Regions from separate parts of the Mus musculus genome. Here region 1 is linked to region 2. Evidence: chromatin contacts called from public promoter capture Hi-C data. All regions are on one chromosome and are shown on one strand. Each heading gives the region's core, a stretch centred on a gene start, on an enhancer-like site or on the middle of the called end of the contact. The rest is flanking DNA. Distances are from core to core; before and after follow the strand shown.

Region 1 (6,634 bases), core at 2,655-5,154, 1.7 Mb after region 2:
CTCCCCATGTTTTGTTCAGCATGCTTTCTAGAGCCCGGAACTACCTTCCCAGGAGTAGCATTGCCCATAGTGTGCTAGGACCTTCCACATAAATCACTAATCAAGAAAATGCTCTCACAATCTATGCCTACAGGCCAGCCTGATGAAGGGAACGCTTCTTTTTAGTAATTCTCTAGTGTTTCTAGTCTGTTAGGTTGACACAGGGTTTGTATTAATTAAGGACTTTGCAATAACACCCTGCATTAGTCACTACCATTATCATTTTGCCATTATGTATCATTACATTAAGTGGGAGTGAATATTGGCCAATTTTCTGTTATAATAACAAGTTATCTAAGTGAATCCAACTTTAAAAAGAAGGGGTTTATTTTATCTCATGGTTCCATGGTTAGTCAGCCATACAGCTTTTTAGGCTGTGGTGAGTTGGAACATCTTAATAGCTAGCATATGGAGAGTGATATGCTCACCTTGTGATAACCAGGACAAGGGGAGGAAAAGAAAAAGAACGGTTGAGACCCCCAAAATCCAAAAAATAAATAAATAATAAAGAGACCCCAATATCCCATTCAAAATCATACCCCTGAAGACCTAAGTTCCTTCACATCCAGCCACAGGCTGAGGAGCAAACTTTTACTCAACAAGGTTTTGGGGTCATTCATAGCATAGATGAAGTGGTTTGTTTACTAATTCCTGGGTGTCTCTTTAACAAAATATTAAAATGTCTATAATTTGTAAAAAAAATAAGTATATAATAACCTTTGAATGCTTATTTGCAACTATAAGATCCTTAAATAGAAAGACCATAAAGAGTTATCAGTTAAAAAGCTTTAGAATTACTTTGAGATTACCTGTACATTCATTTATATCATACACAAGACAGCAGGTAGCAAGCTTGTGTTTTGCTCTTATTAAATATGAAGAAGTGTTGAACCTTCTCAATGGATCTCATGAGAAATACTTGCTGTGATGTAAGAAAAATTAAATCCTGGATTGTGAATGCACTGGAATTTAGATAGAATGGATTTTATATGAATTATCTTGGTTTATAGTTTAATTTTGGGGGGGGTGGTTTTTTTGAGACAGAGTTTTTCTGGAACTCATTCTGTAGACCAGGCTGGCCTATTATAATTATTTTGACATGATTTTGAGAGATAATGATAAGAATAATAATTTTTCAGCTTGAACTCTGTTTTTGTTCTTGATTTTTGTGAGTATGAAGAAATGTTAAAAGTATTTGGCCCAAGGAGCTGAAGGAACCTGCAATCCTATAGGTGGAACAACAATATGAACTAACCAATACCCCCCTCCCGGAGCTCGTGTCTCTAGCTGCATATGAATCAGAAAATGACCTAGTCGGCCATCAGTGGAACGAGAGGCCCGTTGGTCATGCAAACTTTATATGCCTCAGTACAGGGGAACGCCAGGGCCAAGAAGTGGGAGTTGGTGGGTAGGGGAGTGGGTGGGGAAGCGTGTGGGGGACTTTTAGGATAGCATTGGAAATGTAAATGAAATAAATACCCAATTAAAAAATAAAAAGTGAAAAAAAAGAAAATAACTATGTCTTAATCAGCAAAAAAAAAAAAAGTATTTGGAATCACTTTAGGAAACTCTTTACATTGTTTGAAAATGTAAAATATACTTTGTGTCAAAGAAAAGGTATTGTAAATGTCTTGCAGTTCTAATGTTGGTAGTCGGAATGGGACAATTAATTTCTTCTGTAGATAATAATTTTTTAATATATCACTCCTAAAATATTTGTTTGCTCTTAACTCAACTGTAGCTACTCATAGATTTAATCTGTTCTGGTTTAATTGTGATTTTCAGAAGTTTTGTGTTTTATACAAGTGATCCAGAATCAATCAAGGGTGGTTATATTTGGGTATATGACTAGAGTTTTAGATACTGAAGTAACTGGCTTCAAATGATCATGTCTGTCAGTAATGAACAATCAAACTCAAGAGGTGACATGTTTCTTTGTTCCTTTAAAACTCCTATATGGTTAACATCAAATGAGTGTTCACTATAATTCTCTCCCAGGGTAATTCTTTTCCACAGAAAACTACACTAATACCTTTTGATGATCATAACTTGTTTTCTTCCTCCAAAAGAATAAAAAATAGAAAGACAAAACAAAGTAGCTAAATTCAAACCAGAAGTGAAGTAGCATAGATGTCTCATTTCTGTTTACGTTTGACTTATACAATATTTAAATATCATAAGTATTGCTTTTTTAAATCCACAAACTGCTTGAGAAATTCTGGAAACTGGTTATCTGGAGGGAAATGTTTTGAGAAGTGGAAAGGAACATCACTAATTATCAGTCAACATCACTTATATAAGTTGTGCTCTGAATATCACAATAGCTGAAAATTCCTTAACATTTAATAACTCGCAATCCTTCTTTGATTTTCTTTTTCTCAAGTTCTAAAACTTGTAAAATAAGCATATCATAAAAAAAGAAATGAGAGTGTAGAAGTTAAGCTATGAAGCATGTTCTGAATCAAATATATAAAGGTAAAACTGACACTCCTGGGGCAGAATTAGGGCTTCTGTTTCCTCACATTGGTTCTTGAAAATAAAAAATGCGTCATGTAATCCCAAAGGAGCTTACTGTGTATTTGTCTGCATGTGGGCAGAGGCAAAGATGCCCTCATATTGTGGTCCCCTTTGTCTATATTTCCCTTCAACGCATCTCTAACTGAAGAATAAGTTCTTGAGAAAGATGGTTGATGAATCCATAACTCAGAACTCATCCAGAAAATTTTCAGTAGAACACCTTGAGATGTTTCCTGGGGGGGGGGGGGGGATCAGTAAAATATAAGCAATTCCACTATATCTAGGCTCCCAAAATTCACCAGAAAGAGCAACAAAATCACACAGCCCACGCTTGAGTCCCTGCCATAATGATTCAGAATTGAAGATGGTCAAAATCAGTTTTGTACTAGGTCAGACTTTTTCTCTGTTTATAAGTAATGCTTGTTCTGGTGTAGTACTTAAGTGTATGTATCTCAACTGAAATGAGATAACAACACAGGGTCTCTGTAAGCTGCTTCTGACTATGCCTCTCAGGTATGTAGCTATCAAGGAAAATATGCCTCCAGCAGACAGCTTCTTCCCTCTAGGATAAGAAGGTACAAAGTAGTGATAGCAGAATGGACCCTCTCTCTTAAAGAGCAGGCTCCAGTCTGGGCTCACTGATATAAATGAGTCCTCCAATGAGGGTCCGCTCAAATCTTTGTATAATCAGGGGTCTGGCTTCTTTCTATTTCCGTGCACTTGGTTTTCCTTTGCTCCTGAACCAGAGAAAAGTACATGTAGAGGAAAGTTTTGCATAGAATGAGCCTATATTGATATAAGGACCAGGCATAGCCACCCCTCCTGTCTGAGGCAGAAACCCAAGAGGAATTGAGTAGAGGAGTAACGAGTTTAGGATACTTAGGTTGGGTGCAGGGGCGGGGCGAATCAGAGGTCAGCCAAGAGTATTGGTCCTAGACCCACAAATACATCAGGATTCTCCCTCCTCCGTTAGCCTCCTAAACCCCAATGAGGTCATAGCAATGAGAGAGAATCAGATTCAAGAGAGGGGGGAGGAAGAGGACAACAACGGGGGAAAAAAATCCAGACGGAAAGAGGCCATCAGACAAGGTCGCTTTTTCTGGCGACACAGCAAGTGCTAGGAACGTGGTGCTGAATACCATCCACCCGCTCTGCCTAGAGACCTAGAGACTCACAGAAGCACTTTGCGCAGACAGGAAAACAAAGGAGGGAAGGCGAGAGGACAGGCGGAGAGGAGTTGTAAGCAGCTCCCCTTTATTACTAGGAAATCAAGCTTGGTTCCTCCGCCAGGAAGAAGGGAGCCAGAGAGGTGCGGAAGGCTCCTGGGGGCGCAGAGCAGAGACACGGCAGAACTCTGGACTGCGCCTCCGACACTGGCAAGGCTTCCGATCCAGAGTCCGTTCTCCAGAGCCTGGCTCCTCAATAAAAGCTTCTGGACTCCCACCCATCGCTCAACAGTCCCTGTGTGAACCCGCCACGGGCTGGATTAGCTGTCTTCTCTGGCCAGGCCCACGGAAATGGTTCTCTGGTTCTGAAAATCCAGACCTTGTGGATAATGTTTTGCTGGTGAAGAAAGAAAAGTTTGAGGAGCTGGACTGTGGTAGGGGGCGGAAGGGGCTGAGGAGGACTTTGGAAGAAAGAAGGTAGATGATCAGCTTTCATCTCTGAGCTGGAAGGAATGATGACCCAAGGAGAATGTGCACCAGCGGCCAGATCATTGGGAGCCTTTTGGTGCTCTCTGTGCTGGAGATAGGGCTGGGGGTGTCCAGCGTGGCCGTGGGGGCGGTCAGCTTCAGCCTGGCTCTCCGAGAGCACACGCCGCAGCTCGGAGACTCGTCCCCGGTATGGAGCGGGGTGTGTGTACGTTGAGCCATTTCACTCTCTCTTTACCTCTTTTCGGGGATGGTCAGTGTGTGCGTGCCTTAGTCACTGTCTCCTGGGAAAACAATATTATAATACTCCTCTGCCTGTAGGTTCCAATTGACAAGCTCTGCTGGTTTATATTGTCTTTTTGTGTATTAGGGAAGCTTTTTTCCTCTTCACTGGATTTAAAACTAAAATGAATGGCTTTATTTAAACTTGAGGGGAGGAGGGTCAGTTTGAGGATTCTGCAAGACTGACCAGTGTTAGTCTTTACAGGGTTACACCTGACAAGGGCAAACTCACTTGTTTATGTCTTTTACTGAAAATGTTACATCATTTTATTGTACAAAGAGCAAGCAAGGGGTAGTTATCTGTTTATATGTGGGCAGTATGCTCAAGGTGCACCGATGCAACAGTGATATGACCAAAATGGAAAGTGAGCTGAGCCTCTGAAAGGTCTGAGGAAAGATGAGCATTGTCTCAGAAAGCACTGCTTTCAATTTGCCTTGCTACCTTTCTCATACTCACTTCTGAATATTCTGTTGTAAGTTCAAGGCCACCAGTTAAACAAACAGCAGTAAGAAATGTAATGCCATCCTAATGGTAGAGTAACTCACTTTAAAGTGTGCTTATCTACTCAGAAAACAATATTGGGTTTTTTTTGGGGGGGGGGTTGTTTTGTTTTGTTTTGTTTCAGGTCAGGGGCAGACCTAACAAACATTTTGTTTGCTCATGTAGGAAGAATTGCAAGGAAGCCACCAAAATCAATAAAATAACTACCTGATAATGAAAAGGCGCTCTCTCTCTCTCTCTCTCTCTCTCTCTCTCTCTCTCGTGTGTGTGTGTGTGTGTGTGTGTGTGTGTGTGTGTGTGTGTGTGTGTAGTGTGTGTGTGTGTGTGTGTGTGTGTGTGTGTGTGTGTGTTGATCCTCCTTCCTTTTCCCCTCTCTCTCCTAGCTCCTCATAGCTGCCATGCCAACCTGAGTCTCTAACTTGATTGTATTTCCTGCATAATTTATTAAGGAGCTATTCTGCTGTTGACAATCCATACTCCATTTAACAATCACGATTTCATCACTAAATTACTAAGAGAAAGATCATTTATGAATTTAAGAAAATCCATTCCAAAGTCATTCATAAAAGGTGTTCCAGCCCTCTGAGTACTGTGAAATTGTACCTTGAATAATTGGCTTTTATACTTTTTTTCAGGTATGATACATGTTTATAGATTAAACAACTTAAAAGACAAAAAGGAAAAGAACAATTCTAGCATTAAATTACCCCTAGAATCTTTTTTTTGAATTCTATAAGTTTATATCAACCCACATTAACTATCTTGTTCTTTAATATGGAAATGTTGCCAATGTAAGTATAACTTTGAGTTTGAAAGAATAAGGGGTCCATCTTAAATTCCACATCTATTACGTGGTTATAAGTATTTTGAGAATTGTGGTTATTATTATTAATAAAATTTCTAATGCCCAACTATCAAAATAAAATACAATGCAAGCATATTTTTAAAAAGAGGTGAAATATGTTCTGATGGCTCAAAAAAAATGCCTCATGTCTCCCATTCATTAAACACAAGAAATTGAGTGAATTAAAGTAAACTGCCTCTAAATAATATATTAAAACCATTTTATCTTAAGATATTTTAAATAACTATGTTATTAAACATAATGAATATTTTCCTTCCAAACGGGATATTATATAAATGAGCTAATGCACAAATGCAAAAACTTTTGGATCATCTCAAAGAAAGATCAGCCATATTGATCTAGTCATTACTATAAATAATGTTTTCTACTTTAATTAGCTTTTTATAGTAAGCACAATTCACCAAGATTCTTGGAAGAATAGTTTTGAATACTGTAATATGGTTTTGTAAAAAGAAAAATAAAAATTCATTCACTCAACTGAATGAATTATTTTGACACTGAAATGTTCAAATAATTACTCACTTTTTAAATTCCATGTCATAAGAAAAAAATACATTTGTAAAGAAATAAATCCCCAGTTGGAATAATCATGATTTTCAAAATGTAAAGTGGCTAAGCATATTATTGAAATGGTTTCAAATTCTTTTGTGATATATTTTTGGATGATCTTTTCATTTCTTCTCTGGTAAATCCATATAACTAATATTTATAGAGAGTTCAACATGTGAATTGCATTTTACTAGTGACTACAGAAACTACAAAATATGAGTCAAAATA
Region 2 (5,729 bases), core at 984-3,483:
CCATGGCATCTTGCCCATGTTTACAAACAAGGTTGCTCTGTTGCTCTTCTGTGTCCTGAAAAAGGTAGGGTTCTCTTTTTCCCTTTTTTTTTTTTAAACAATACCACCCTCAAAGACATGTCCATTACTCCTCAACAGCATATACCGTAAGAAGCTCATATACAAAACCAAACATAAGAACATTTTAATCCTAGTAAGGTTTTTTCCCCCCTTTTGCTAATTTTTCTCTTGTTTGAAAATAAGCCAAACTGAGATAAAAAGGGGTTAATTTGCATTCCTGCTGTCAAGGCAAAGAAGTGTTTAGCCAAGATAATTTAACATTCCTATAACTGTTAAGGGTTTTTTGGTTTTGTTTGGTTTGGTAAATACTACACTATTTAGTTTCTATGCTCTGAGAGTTTAAGGTGTCTTGACTTGTCTGACATACTAACTTATTTTTTAAAGTTATAATTAGGAGAATATCAAAACAAAGATATTCAAAACTCACACAGCTGTAATGCAACCATTCTGAGGGCTTGCCTCACACCTATCCTAAATGACGACATCTGGTCATTTACAACATGAACCCCAGGCCCAACAGATAACCTACTGGGCAAGGGCTCCAAAATCAGAAAAGAAGGAAGGAAAAGAAAGCAAAAAAAGGCAATGCCTATTAAGCTTGAAGCCTGTGCAAATTACAAGCTACACACACACACACACACCATGGAACTACCATCAGTTTTAAAGAAAAACACATCAGAGAATAAGACAATTGGACATAAGTTTTCAGAGTGCTATTGATATGTAACTTTCCAGGGCACACCTCTGCTATAAACAAGTAGACAGGTTACTTTACTTGGAATTTACGTTGGGGGTGGGGGGTGGGGGCAGACGTTTCCTTTTCAAGCACCCACATGGTGGTAATTCACAATAATTTGTAACCCCAGTTCCAAGGAATCCCAACACATCTCTTCTGACCTCCATGGGCACCAGATACCCACAAGGTGCACAGACATACATGCGGGCAAACATACATACACATAAAAAATGAATATATGTTCTAAAAAGAATTTACAATTTAATTGCTAAGATAATGCTCCTTGAAATCACTATCTAATCTATGCAACAAATATGTTTATTCTGTGTTTTAAATGACACCAGCCAGTCTAATGGTTGTTATTGTTGGTTTTGTTGTTTATATTTTGTTTGTTTGTGGTTTTGACAGGGTCTCATGGTGTAGTCCTGGAACTTGCTGTGTAGACCAGGCTGGCCAGGAACTCACAGAGATCCTCCTGCCTCCTCTGCCTCCCAAGTGCCAGGGGTAATATAGTAAGTGCCACAATAATCCAGCCAGTCCCCCGCCCCGCTTTTTGTTAGAACTCGATTATTTCTTTCCTGGACAAAATGTAGTTGGTAGATACTGAAACAACTCAAGCTATAAGGGTTTTGCCTAATACTTTGCTATCGTTTTTTAAAAGGATATGACTCTAGAGTTCCACCGGGGACTGAAACATAAGTTATTTGGCCCAAAAAGCTCCCCAGGCGCCATAAGCCCAGGCATCACAGACTGCGCTAGTTTTCTAACATCATTTTAGACAACCATCCCTTCTGGCAGGCATCCCTTGTAGAAAACTAAAGTACAGCGTTTTCTGCAGAGCTGGTGCACACGGGGACCCGGATCAGTCCAAGAGGCTGACTTCAAGTTCTGTTTAAGTCCGGCAGCGGGCATCCCTCTCGGGTCGCGCCTTACCTCGGGGGAAGCCGAGAGCCGCCCGGCGGTCGCAACACTAAACACCAGGCTGGCAGGACCAGTGCTCTCCAAAAAGTCTCCTAGGACCTGCCGGTGGTCATCGCTCTCCAGATACTGGCCCCACGTCTCCTCCGGGAACCTCAACGCCTGGCGCAGACGGCCTCCCAGGAAGCGCACCCGCGGGTCTAGGGCAAAGCGTTGCACTCTCCTTGCAGCCGCCGCCTCCTCGTCCTCCTCGTCCTCCTGCTCTGAGGGGCTGAGCCTCAGCACAGTCCCTTCCTCCTGTGCTGCCATCTCGTACCTAGAGAGGATTCTTGGAGTCGTGCGCCAAGGAGGCTATCACCGAGCCAGCGCCAGCCGCTCTGCCTGCAGAGCTAGGTGCACTGGAAGCGAGGTGGCTCGGACTGCAGCGCGTCCCGTTGCCAGGGAGATGGCTGCCCCGCCCCGTCCCGGGAGTGAGGGAGGAGCGAGAGTCTTGGGTCGCCCGGTAGCTCTCAGGCAGAGACCGGGAAATCAACTGGATTTCTCTGCTTTCCTCCCCTGGGCATCTTGGGGATCCCAGAAATGTTCCAGGACTAGTTAGCGGCTCTGGATTCAGCAGTACTGTCTTGAGCAGATAGTCCTGCTAAATTTGCCGCCATGGTAAATTTATCTAATCCCTAGAAAGCTGGGGCTAAATGCTCAATGTTTAACTGTGGATGAAGTATGGTCCAAAGTAGTTAGGTAGCAAGAAATGCTGCCACACACATCGTACACAGAGAATTGCTTATTCAATAAGTTTAGAGAAAGAATAAGTTACGTTACATTGTAAGTCAATAAACTACTTTCAATTTGGGGAAGGAACATTTTGAGCAAAAATACTAATATTAAAGTAAGATTTTTTCAAGGACTTAAATGTAACAAAATAGTAAAAGAATATGTAGCAAAGAATGTAGCTTCCTAGCTGCCATCAGAACAGTGACGTTGCACTGGACAGAGCCTGCCACATTCACCAAGGCCAGTGCAATTTTAACTTGTCATTGGGTTTTCTCCAGCAGAATAGTTTCTTTTTTCAGAAATAATTTACTCTATAAACCCAGTCTTTCATTGCAGTAGATATTAAGAAGTGCGTTTCCCTAGAAAATTTGTATCTCAGAGTAATAAATCCATCACTTAAGAAAGGCATGCTTTTTCTCAATATTTTTTCAAGTATGATTTAAAAGCACCAAGCAGGTACCATAATGAGTTCACTTGGCTTCTCACACACACAAAAAAAATCTTTATTAAACACCTACTGAGTGCCAATCACTGCTGATGCTGAACACACAGTATTGTAGGCACACTAAGCTTCTGTCCTCACATCACTTGTCTAAGTTAGCTCCACACTGACTGGACTGAGGCTATTCCACCTGGGTTTGCCTTCTATTTCTATCAGATGCTGTCAGAGCCATCTAGGATAGGCTAAAGGCATGCAGGTGACTTTTCTAGAGATGACCCACCATTTTTGCATGGTGGTGATGGGTAAACTGAATAGCAAGGCCTTCAGAAATTTCCTCTCAAGATTGCTTCTTGCAGCTGATATGCCTTTCCCAGTCACTATTACATAGTATAATAACTTCTGGACATTAGCCTACTGTATTGAGCAGATTTCCTGCAGATCGACATAAAGATAAACTTTCATGAATTAATGCTGCTTAGATGAGTTAATGATTTCATAGAATTCCTGATTTGATTCAAATAATTTTAGGAAGAAAGTTTTTTACATGGTTTTAGTTGTTTTGCCTAAAAGATGTAATAAAATTAGAATCAGGAATAGAATTTACCCCCTCCTCATAAAGTAAAGGCTACATAATAAAGAATACAATGAGCTTTCATAATTACACTAAAAAGAATTATAGACCTGGGACAAATTTGTGTTCAAAGAAAAACACTCAGGTCCAAGGATGAAGCCACAGGTGTGCACTATGATAAGACAAGGCCATTTAAAAACTGTTGCTTTGTTTAGCAAATTGTATCTTATATCTTGGGTATTCTAAGTTTCTGGGCTAATATACACTTATCAGTGAGTACATATTGTGTGAGTTCTTTTGTGATTGGGTTACCTCACTCAGGATGATGCCCTCCAGGTCCATCCATTTGCCTAGGAATTTCATAAATTCATTGTTTTTAATAGCTGAGTACTACTCCATTGTGTAGATGTACCACATTTTCTATATCCATTCCTCTGTTGAGGGGCATCTGGGTTCTTTCCAGCTTCTGGCTATTATAAATAAGGCTGCTATGAACATAGTGGAGCATGTGTCCTTCTTAACAGTTGGAACATCTTCTGGATATATGCCCAGGAGAGGCATTGCGGGATCCTCCGGTAGTACTATGTCCAATTTTCTGAGGAACCGCCAGACTGATTTCCAGAGTGGTTGTACCAGCTTGCAATCCCACCAACAATGGAGGAGTGTTCCTCTTTCTTCACATCCTTGCCAGCATCTGCTGTCACCTGAATTTTTGATCCTAGCCATTCTGACTGGTGTGAGGTGGAATCTCAGGGTTGTTTTGATTTGCATTTCCCTGATGATTAAAGATGTTGAACATTTTTTTTCAAGTGCTTCTCAGCCCTTCGGTATTCCTCAGTTGAGAATTCTTTGTTTAGCTCTGTACCCCATTTTTAATGAGGTTATTTGAATTTCTGGAGTTCAGCATCTTGAGCAATCCCACCAACAATGGAGGAATACAATTTGCTAAACACATGAAACTCAAAAAGAACGAAGACCAAAGTGTGGACACTTTGCCCCTTCTTAGAATTGGGAACAAAACACCCATGGAAGGAGTTACAGAGACACAGTTTGGAACTGAGACGAAAGGATGGACCATCTAGAGACTGCCATATCCGGGGATCCATCCCATAATCAGCCTCCAAACGCTGACACCATTGCATACACTAGCAAGATTTTGCTGAAAGGACCCAGATATAGCTGTCTCTTGTGAGACTATACTGGGGCCTAGCAAACACAGAAGTGGATGCTCACAGTCAGCTATTGGATGGATCACAGGGCCCCCAATGGAGGAGCTAGAGAAAGTAACCAAGGAGCTAAAGGGATCTGCAACCCTATAGGTGGAACAACAATATGAACTACCCAGTACCCCCCAGAGCTCGTGTCTCTAGCTGCATATGTATCAGAAGATGGCCTAGTAGGCCATCAGTGGAGAGAGAGGCCCATTGGTCGTGCAAACTTTATCTGCTTCAGTACAGGGGAGCGCCAGGCCAAGAAGTGGGAGTGGGTGGGTGGGGGAGTGGGTGGGAGACTTTTGGGACAGCATTGGAAATGTAAATGAAATAAATACCTAATTAAAAAAAAAACTGTTGCTTTGAATTTATGAGCGTATGGAATGAAACACTGCTTTGAACTTGCTATGGATACCTCTCTGTAACTCCCCTTTTGTGTAACATTCTATCTCTGAGGTAATTCTTTCTTACATAGAGAACTTTTTGTCTGAAAAGCTATAAAAATTGCTGCTAGCCACGAAGAAAGGAAGTGTAACCATTTCTGCTATATGTAGAAGGTGCAAGTGTCTATGTGTGTGCTTGAGTTCTCCCCTTTTTTCCTTTCCTTTTCTCTCTGGTTCACAAAAAAATTAGTAAGTTCCAAGCCTCTCACCTGGCCAGCAAGAGGCTCCTGGGCAAGAAAGGAACTCTAACAATCTTTTACTTAATTCCCTGCTGCTACACAACAGGAGTCAATTACCTGAAACCTTCGGATAACAAAGAGTTTTGTTTGTTTGCTTGTTTGCTTTACATTTTATTCTGAATTTTTTCTTTTTTCTTTTTTTATTGGATATTTTATTTATTTACATTTCAAGTGTTATCCCCTTTCCTGCTCCCCCCCCAGAATCCCCCTATTCCATTCCCCCTCCTCCTGCTTCTATGAGGGTGTACCCCACCCTCTTACCCACACCTGCCTCCCTGCCCTCTAATTCCCCTACACTGGGGCATCAAGTCTTCACAGGACCAAAGGGCCTCTTCTCC

The links. Promoter capture Hi-C pulls out the DNA fragments that hold promoters and counts their contacts.
Region 1: a promoter capture Hi-C map of hippocampal neurons shows a contact between it and region 2, with 2.4 times the contacts expected there. The contact joins the promoter of Tmem196 here to the promoter of Dnah11 in region 2. A contact is called at or near these places in 3 of 39 promoter capture datasets (the 3T3-L1 cell line, hippocampal neurons and pre-B cells).

Annotation. Positions count from the first base shown.
Region 1 is chr12:119,942,223-119,948,856 of GRCm38.p6, forward strand. Tmem196 (transmembrane protein 196) reads left to right here and starts at 3,905. Exons shown (of 5, transcript NM_001294154.2): 1 at 3,905-4,398. The coding sequence starts at 4,252.
Region 2 is chr12:118,196,810-118,202,538 of GRCm38.p6, forward strand. It overlaps Dnah11 (dynein, axonemal, heavy chain 11), which reads right to left and starts at 2,234. Exons shown (of 82, transcript NM_010060.3): 1 at 1,730-2,234. The coding sequence starts at 2,023.